Regions from separate parts of the Anas platyrhynchos genome. Here region 2 is linked to region 1. Evidence: chromatin contacts called from public Hi-C data. All regions are on one chromosome and are shown on one strand. The core of a region is the stretch at or near the end of the contact, and the rest is flanking DNA. Distances in the headings are between cores, read along the strand shown. Region 1 holds the start of THOC1 (THO complex subunit 1). Region 2 holds the start of TYMS (thymidylate synthetase).

Region 1 (4,769 bases), core at 1,798-4,297:
AATTGTGTAGAAAAATAGAAAGAATTACATGCAGTGGAATATTATCAAGAGATTTAGAAATATAAAAGTTGTGTGTATGCTCTGGAGAAAATTATTGCATACTAATAAAATGTAGAAAGATTCTCTGCTAAGCACTTTTTAAAAATGTAACTTAAATTTTCCTGAGGGGCTATTTTCTTTTTTGTTTCTCCCTCATCGGTCTATTAGTTGTATCTCAGTCAGTAACAAACTAAAGTGGCTGGCAGGATGCCACCTAAAAACTAACTACCCAAGGTAATACAGCTTGTGTATTCTGGTGTTCATTCATTGTTTTGAAGATGAAAGACTCTGTCTTGTGCAACTTCCCATGACTGGTTCAGGAATACCAGGTAAGCTACTTAAACCAGGCTAATAAGGGAATGTATCCATTTTTCGTGCTGATCCTTGCGCACTGAATGTTGGGTGTTCTTGTCCAGGGAATAAAAGTGTTGAAAAGAAGAGCTCCTTGAGCACAAGGAAGGGCAACCAAGGAGGGAGAACTAAACACCGAGCACTACTGCCACCAGAGACAGAGGCTTCAGAGGCTTCTGACTATGTTGTTCTGCAGGAATGTTAGCAGAAGTTAAAATAGAAACCCAGTTTGGTCTTGGAAAAGGATTGTATCCAGAAAAATAGTGTCTGGTTTAGGTGAAGCTTTTTGTAATTTCAACTACACAACCTATTGACATAAGGTAATGCGATCTCTGTTCTATCAATTGCCCTCTGAGCAGAGAGATGTTCTGAGATACTGGTTTTGTTAATGGCTTTCTTCCAACTGGACTTTCAGCTGGAAATAGGTTTTAATTCTGGGCTGAAAACTGATTTGGCTTGTACTAGTTTTAAAGAAAGTAGTGTTAACTCTTTTCTTCCCCCCTTAGCTTTCTACCTAGTACATACCAGAAGACAGCCTACATGATGGTGTACATTTCTAACATATTGCTAGTCAATTTAGGACGTTGACTCCTCTTCATGTTTTAATTTGTTACTGCCTTTACTGCTCCACTGAGTTTCTGATCCCCAAAGCAGAGCAATTTTATCTGCCAGCCCAGGGCATTGTTTGGCATCTGTGCTGGAATGGTGGAAGATGCCTTTAAACCATCAGTTGTCAGTGTCTGTGCTATGGCAAAGCCAAGTGGCAAGCAGAAATGTCATGCTGCTGACTTTGCTGTGGGAAGAGTAGTCTCTCATAACTGCTGGAGCACAAACATCTTCAATCACAGCAGCCAGCTTGCTGGACTCTTGTCAATAGCCCAATACGAGTACTAACAGCTCAGGGTCAGTGCCTGCTCTGCACAAGATCTATAGGAAAGTGACAAATAGCATCCTAAACAGAGGAAAAAATCATGGCCTGTATCAAGCAAAAAATGGCTATTAAGTCAAAATAGTAATATTTTTCTTCTTCTTTATCTGTTCCTACACCAAGAAAAAAAAAAATCTATGCTGTACTCACTACCAAGTTACATTGTACTTCAGGCTGGCAGCCCTCTATAACATCAGCCTTGGCTGAAGGAATATTTATATTCTACAAAGACACCATTTACTTTGTCAGTATCTCCTTAGGACACTTGCAAATGGCTTTCTACTGTTCTTGTAAAAGTATAAATGCTTTTTTTTACCCTATTCAGAGAGCTCTTTGTTTCTCTTTCATACAGCTCTGGAGGTGGGGGACAACATCAGAATAATCTCAACATAATACAGTGCCTTATTCATCTGAAAATGTGTTTTAATTTATCAAAATAAGAGATGAGAAATATCAGAAAGACGTTGCAGAAAGCCAAGCAAACTTTCTTGCAAGCCTGAATGGGTAATATTCAGTATGTCTCACAGCGTATGCAGGTGACGCATTCCAAATGATTAATCATGCCTATATTCAATGTTATGAAGCCCTTTCCCCCCACGGTTTTGAAATGAATTGAAACGACCCTGAATTTTTTTTTTTAAGGAAGTGTCACACATTGATTTCATTTATAGACGAAGGGCCAAACCTACAGCTGGCACTGCCACCAGAACCAGGCGTCCATCCGCACCTCTGTTTTCTGGGTAAACGCTTCCCTCTGCCGGCAGAAAAGCGAACGAGCCACACAATAAAACAGGCTTCTAGATGATCTCTGAGGTTTTTAATATTTGCTTTTAGAATAGTGAATGCAATTAATAAAATGCAAATAATTACTTGCATTTTCCAGAAGCAGGAAAAAAAAAAAAAAAAAAAAAAAAAAAAGGTATCCTAGTTTTTCCTGCCTACATAAAAGGAATCGGGCAGCACCTGTACTTTTCAACCAGGTACTGAACTGTGTGCCTGGGAGACCTGGGAAAGTGCCCTGGGGCTCTGCTTTCTTTGAGGTGTCTGAATTATTATAATTATAGATCTAGAGAATGGCTTGGGGTGGAAGGGACCTCAAAGATCACCCAGTGCCAGCTCCCTGCCATGGGCAGGGGCGCCAACCACTAAATCAGGTTGCTCTGGTCCCCATCCAGCCTGGCCTTGGACACCTCCAGGGATGGGGCACCCACAGCTTCTCTGGGCAGCCTGTGCCAGCGCCTCACCACCCTCGAAGTTCAAAACAATATCAAAGTTCAGTAACTGCGACACTTTCGTTCCCAGACACTCACATTTTCTGAGAGACATTTAGAAGATGTGTAAGCCAGTGTGTTCTAACATGTTACTTCAGTAATGTGCTACATCAGGAATAGCGCTTAAATTCCACGTCCAGGTCAAGACCTCCTGAGCTATATGCTGTATGAACAGTACATTGCTGTATACGCTGTATGAACAGTATATTGATTTTCTGGGCATAAAAATAAATAAATAAATAAATGTTGTGTTGTTGCTGAAATAATGATGGACAAATTTTTAAAATAGGGAGCTGTATTTGACACTGGCAGGCAGAAGAGGCGAAGGTCTTCGGAGCTGCTAGACGCAGGTCTTTCCCTTCCACCTGCACAACCCAAAGAAACAGAAATTAAAACACGGGGTAGGTAAAAAGCAGCTTTTTTTTTTTTTCCACAATGAGGGCGTTGGGGGGGGGGGGGAGCAGCGCCTCACTAACGGCCCGCCCTCAGCGCCAACGGCCGCCCGGCCGCCATCGCGTCATCGCGGAGCGCCGCGGGCCGGAGCCCAACCATGTCGCCGCCGCTCTTCAGCCTGCCCGAGGCGCGGCTCCGCTTCACCGTGAGCAGCCCGGGGGGCACCGGGGAGACGGGGACGGGGCCGGGGGGACGCGCGGCTGCCGCCATCTCGCGCTGGGCCGTGCTGAGGGGGGCCGCGCCTGGCTGCGGGGAGGGCCCGGCTGGGTGCTGAGGTGCCCGTAAGGCGCCGCGAAAAGCGGGGAGTGGGGCTCGCACCCCCATCCCAAACCGCCCCAAATCCCCCTGCTGAGAGGGGGAGGCTGTGGGGGGCTTGGGAGTGTGGTAGGCGCAGCAGCGGGCACAGCGCAGCGCGCCCCTTTGTGCTTCGCTTCCACCATGCAGCCCTCGGGTGTGAGGCGTGATCTGCTACCTCACATGCCTAATTTGCTACATATTTCGTGTTATTTACCCGATTTGTTTCCAAAGACTCCTTGGTAAGTCGCTACGTGGTGTGTGTTTACATGTAAATCAGTACGCGGGGTGCAGTACACGCGGTTCCCTCGCATTTCTGACCATCAGGTGGCAGAAAACAAAAGTGATCTGGCAGAAACAACCTTGGTACCATTCCAGCTTCATACTGCCCTTGTAACTTTTGTCTGTTCACACTTTGATAGTCTTCTACCAGAGAGGCCCTGCATAACAAAACTATCAAACCGCTGCTGAACGCATTTAACCAGATTCCTGGGAGGTAAGTGGCTGCCACTGGCTTTAAAAGGTGCCCGTTTCCAGATCTTTTTTGTGTGTTCCTAATAATAACGTTATTAACTGATGTGGGGTGTTTGCGTTTGCAGTGAAAATGAAAAGAAGTGTACCTTGGATCAAGCTTTTAGAGTTATTGTAGAAGAAGAAATAGTAAGTACTTCAAACTGCTAAGGCATGTTTTTTAGTATAAATCCAACTTTAATCCACTAGTTAGGATATTAGTTTAACAGCAGCTTATTGCAGTATTGGGAAATACTGGTTATTTAAAAAAAAACAGTCTGAAAATTTGAGTTCATAAATACAGATTATTCTGCATTATACTTCAAGAGTAGGGTGGAGTGGGTCATCTGTTACTAGCATGTAACAAAGTTGCCTGACGGTAAACAAAAGGAAACAGAGGATGTTTTTGTTAGTATTACTTGAGTGTAGGTGGAATGGAGGGTAGTTATATTCAGAGGTGAATGACACAGTCTGCAGAGTAAATATTGTAGGGTCTTCAAAAGCTGTAACTGGTCAAGAAGTGTTGTTCATTCATTAAATCTGTATACAGTTAACTGATGGGTCTGATGTAACAGGTTGAAATTTCAATGTCAATATCTGTTATAAATACCCCTGCTTGGAAACAAGAATTTTGGTTTCATTAAATATATTAAAGTCAGAATAAAGAAGTTTAAAACTGTTCTTTTTGCTTAGATAAATAAAGCTCCATGTGAAAATCTCCTGGCAATTATTTCTCTTGCTATTAATGGAGTCACAGAAGGTGAGCATCTTTTTTCAAATCTATTGGCAGTTTGGGGGGCTTTAGGGTTGTTTCAGATTTTAATACCTTGATTTTTGTAAGTTGTATTCAGCAGTTGGCTTTGATAATATGCGGTTTTTAGGGTAGTGATTAACTCTGTTTCATGAGAGGAGTGAAATAGAAT
Region 2 (4,815 bases), core at 56-2,555, 170 kb before region 1:
GGCCATTTCCCTTGAAACAGAGGAAAAAAATGATTTGCAACAATGCAATAGTCTTCACGAAAATACACAGTGTCTCGAAGATAATGGTCTTGAGCATGCAGTGCGTTCTGCTGCATGAACAGAAGTACCCGCAGCCATCCCAAATTCCTTAACCTATTCCATACCAGAAAGTTGTTTTGACATTATTTGCAGGCCTGCTACTGATAGAGACATCCAAATACTGAACCTTGATAAACCACAGCAGCTCCTCCAGCACGCCTTTCCAGAACACTCTCTTGGTTGTTAGCAGTGGAAACTGATCTGAAAATATAATAAACAGATACAAGCTGTCAGAGATGACCACCAATTTGTTAGGGCGAGCTGACCTAGTGTTTTCTCCAGAGGACAGCGTCCTCATCTGATGCTCAGGAGTTTGGAGATGAGGTTAGACGCTGGGAAAGGATGTGCAATGCTGTTATTGGGACCGAGGAAGATAAGAGCCTGCCTTTTCTTTTCCTGGAGCAAAGTGCGGCGGCAGATGGAGGTCGATGGTTTGCAGAGGGGGATTTTGCAGAGCGCCGCCAGGGACACCATGGGGCAGCATGCGGGGCCACGTAGGCCTGGCATGTAGAAAGCAGAAAGAGGAGGATTTGGATAAACTTTTATAGGATAAACAATCCTACCTCAGAGGAGGCTGAGGGGAAACTTTTCGAGCATACACAATCCTATTTCACCAGTTCTCCCTCCTCTGCCCGCACAGCAGGAAGGTTCCCTCCCCATCCTCCCCCTTTCACCACCGCACCCGGGGGCACTGCCACTCCTCCCTAAAATACAAAAAGCATTGCCGGGGGTGTCCCTGAGTCGTGGCAGCCTGGAGTAGGGCGAGGGGTCTGCAGGGTTGCCCCCAAACACCTCCGCAGCCCCCCGGGCAGAGAAGATGGCGCCCGACCCCCACCGCTGCGGGGCGGCTCTGGGGCCGCGGGTCCCGCCTCGGTGCCGACCTCTGAGGCTGTAGCGAGCCTGCATGCCGAAGACGGAGATGGTGCCGGTGCCGGTGCGATCGTCCTTGCGGTGCCCGTGCTGCAGGATGTGCCGGACCTGCTGCAGGTACTGCAGCTCGCCGGCCATCGGCTCCAGCCCATTAGCAGCCGCGCTCGGCGGCTCCCCCGCCACAGGCATGGCGGCAGTGGGCAGCCCGGGCTGTCCCCGCCGGCCTGGGGGGGCTCCGGCCCCGGCTTGGGCTGTCCCCAAGCCCTCGGCCTCTCGTCCGAGCCCGGCAGAAGTTTTGCTTTCCCGCCCAGCGCTGGGAGGAGCAGGCGTAGCAGCGCTTCCCCTTCCTCTCCCCCCCCTCCCGCAGTGGCTTTCCCCACGGCTCTGGCCGGGGCCCCATTGCACGTAGCCTGGCAGGCCTCTCCCGAAAACCTAACGGAGCCTGGGCACCAAACTGCCCTGACTTCTCACTTGTTCCACCCCACGGGCAAATTAATCCATCTCTGGTCTCTTTGGTAGCAGGACAGAAGGTTTCGGCCTGTGCTGGCAGGCTGCAACACCTCAGGAGGGATTGCTTCGACCTCAATACCCAAAGCCCCGAGTGCAGCCCGGCACCTGCCTCCCTCATCTTCTGTGAGATGCTCCTGCAGCACCATGCCCCATGCACAGGCTCACCTCCCGTGTTACACCCACCCGTGCTTTTACAGCTGGGCTCCTTCTCTGCCATACCTTCTCACCACGGGTAGCACTCGGTGCTGGCTCTTACTGAGTTTCATCCTGTCGATCTCCGCTTCTCTCCCCCGTTTTTCAGCATCGTTTTGCATTCTGACTTGTGCCTTCTGAACTGATGGAAATTAGTCCTGATGCAGCATCATCTGAAATTTTTCTAGATAGATTCTGTTCATCAAGCTCTTCCCTGAATATTTCTTCACTAGTATGTCTTAGAGTCACTTATCTCTCAGACAAAACCCAACTTTCTAACTACTAGTGTGATTGCAGGAGTTATGACTACTAATCTCTAAAGATCAGGATCCTGCAATACAGGCATATATAATGAAGGATGAATGGAGATGGATAAATGGATGAATGGAACAGAGGACTGTTTGCTAGAAAGCATTCCTTCTCCTTACTGCAGGCAGCAAACTGTATCTTTCCTACTATTTAGACAATAAAATTACTATTTTTCTCGTGTCTCTTGTATCGTTTTGTACATTTTGAAATGAATACAACTTCGTTAGCAAAGACAGTTGAAAATGGTGAATATCATCATGTGCCAAAAATTCTAAGAAATATCAGGCACAGTAAATGAAACCAAATTACCCAGAACTCTGCTTCTAAGAGATGTATCAGTACTTAACCTTTATTATAATTTGCAAATACCGTGCAAGCTAAAGTGTATAATGTAGGAAAAGACAAACATCTTTTCTGATAAAGGGTTCCCTGTTAATTATGGCTCCAGAGGCAAACTACAAATAAAAAAGTGCCAAAGGCAGAAGACTTACTCATTACTGCATATTCAGAAAAGTCAATTAATGTGCATTATAAACATCAAAAGGAACTGGAAGAAGAGATGGAAAGTTTTCATTGGAAAATAATATGCTATATGCATATGGAAATCTGGTTGATTCAGACTTAGCTGAATGTGCAACATCTGTAGGGACCAATCTGGAAAAGGCTTAAAAATGTGCCTGAATTTAAGTATGCAAATAGGAATTATTTGCATGCTTAGAGCTGATTATTTCCTTAAATCTTTGCATAAACAGGACCATAGCTGGTTATCAAAGATTACCTAATTTACAACATAAATAATATTTTATTTAAACAAATGACACTTAAAATGGGATTGAATTTGTTTTCCAATTAAAAGATTGCTACAGTCATCAGTTGCTAGCTGATACATCATAGTATTTATTAAGCAAAATTGTATTTATACGCAGCTACTTTAACCATAGGCATTCAACAATTATCTGTACATCGAGCTAAGGAGTATTTCACCTAAGGAGAGTATACTGGATTTCAGGACGTAAGATTTCACACGTCTTCTTTCCTAGGAGAAAAATAAATAAATAAATTATTTTAAATCTGAAAGATGTTTGACAACTAAATGTATGGGGAATGTATCAGTGTCCTGCTGTAAAAACTTATACAACATGAAAAACAGGCCGAAGCGGATTTTTTTCTCTTTTTCACTTCTTGTGGAGCATCCCATTTCCTTGTGGAGCTTTTGTTTTTTCTTTCATTGTACTTTCATGTACCCTGAATTTGTTGTGCAAACGGAACATAAAATGGTATTGCAGTTTGGAAACTAACACCACTTACTTTTCTTGGGTATGAAATGCATATGAAAGATGAGTTGCACAGGCAATTCAGGCTAAAAATTATATTCAGACTAAAGAAATTAATTTTGTCATCATAAGGGCATGAAGATTAGTCTTATATGATCTGAAAGAATATATATTATCAATAACCATAGAAATTACAGAGAATTTTGAAGGCAAACTGTATATCAACTGTGGGAGAATTTTATTTTGTATGCTTACAAATAATAAAAACTATGTATTTTAAATATAATATAATTTCACCAACATAGACCTAATCAAAATTCGTGGTGAGGCTTATTGTATTCTGTCTAAATTCTGCAGGCCAGGCCACCTCAGCCTCTCTGATGGAGGACCTCTCATCTGTTTAAAAATTGTGAGTCTGACCTCAAGTAATGACAGTCAGTAAAAAAAAAAAACACTGACATTTTCTTTTCTTCCTTTTTATGTTCCTTCAGAGACTTCTACACGCTTTCAGGTTATGCTTCCCAGCTTTATTTGCTGAGATGAGGCTGCCAGACGCTCAGTGACCTGAAGAGGAGCCATCTCTGAGTCTAGTGCCTCCTCAGCACATCGGTGGGACACTGCAGTACTTGTAGGTCTGCACCTCTTGTGACTCCGGCCTCTAGGATTGCCATTTGTGAGCATTGGTGGCTGCTAGAACTGTGCATGACAGAGCTCCTCACAGTTCCTCCAGGTTTTGTGGCTAGCCCCATGGCAGCTATCCTGTTTTAGCCACCTAAAAAACGCGCTATCTTTCCTAGAGTTTCCCGATGGGGTGAGATAATGTGAAGCAATGTTTGCCCCTGCCTCTCTGGCCTCGTTCCTCCCTCCCCATCTGGAAATCTCATAAACACAGAGCGAGGCCTCCATGAGCAATTCCTCCAGAAATGGTTAGAAGGCTGTGGGGAGGATTTTCCTCTGCACACTCCTACAAGTCAAATTGCAGACTTGGTTAACTGCTACTCTGAGCAGAGCACTGCTAACGTGCAAATTTTATGGCAAAGCAACTCTTTCAAGTCATGATGCTGGCCCTAAATTTTCAGTCCTTTATTGTCAAAAATAACATGGGGCATGCTCTTAAACACCACCAAAAATAATAAAAAAAAAACCAACACATTATGAATAGTGGTAATTTCAGTTTGTACTTGATTAATGGAGGCGAAGACATGGTGTCTGATGCCAAAGCTCTGGACTGTGGTTGCAAGGCAATTCTTTTCTGATGGAATATTTGTCATTACATTACCTCATCCCAGATGTTACTTAAAGATCGAGGGTTTCACAGTTAAATAAGCGAAGTCTTTTAATATCATCTTGTCTGCATTTTGCAGGCTGGAACATTGAGCATTTGTTTTTGTTTTCTGTAACACTTGTGTTTGTCTCTCAATCAATACATTGTTTCTAAGGAGATGGTCTTGAACATACCATGGCTGAATTCTGTTCCATCTAATGTTTATTGCAATGTAAACATCTCTTATGAAGAACTGTGTTCTCTATAAAAGGAGAAGAGAATGAACTTACCACTTAA

What was found. A called contact is a pair of places that touch in the nucleus more often than the background predicts.
Region 2: a contact with region 1 is called in a Hi-C map of liver, with 4 times the contacts expected there. The contact joins the promoter of TYMS here to the promoter of THOC1 in region 1. A contact is called at or near these places in 4 of 8 Hi-C or Micro-C datasets (F5 follicle, liver, skeletal muscle and 1 more).

The regions. Positions count from the first base shown.
Region 1 is chr2:54,086,960-54,091,728 of IASCAAS_PekinDuck_T2T, forward strand. It overlaps THOC1 (THO complex subunit 1), which reads left to right and starts at 3,048. Exons shown (of 22, transcript XM_027451976.3): 1 at 3,048-3,187; 2 at 3,759-3,832; 3 at 3,936-3,996; 4 at 4,540-4,606. The coding sequence starts at 3,140.
Region 2 is chr2:53,914,673-53,919,487 of IASCAAS_PekinDuck_T2T, forward strand. TYMS (thymidylate synthetase) reads right to left here and starts at 1,306. Exons shown (of 7, transcript XM_027451979.3): 1 at 981-1,306; 2 at 227-300. The coding sequence starts at 1,158. It overlaps CLUL1 (clusterin like 1), which reads right to left. Exons shown (of 9, transcript XM_072034772.1): 8 at 4,809-4,815; 9 at 1,922-3,016. The coding sequence ends at 4,812.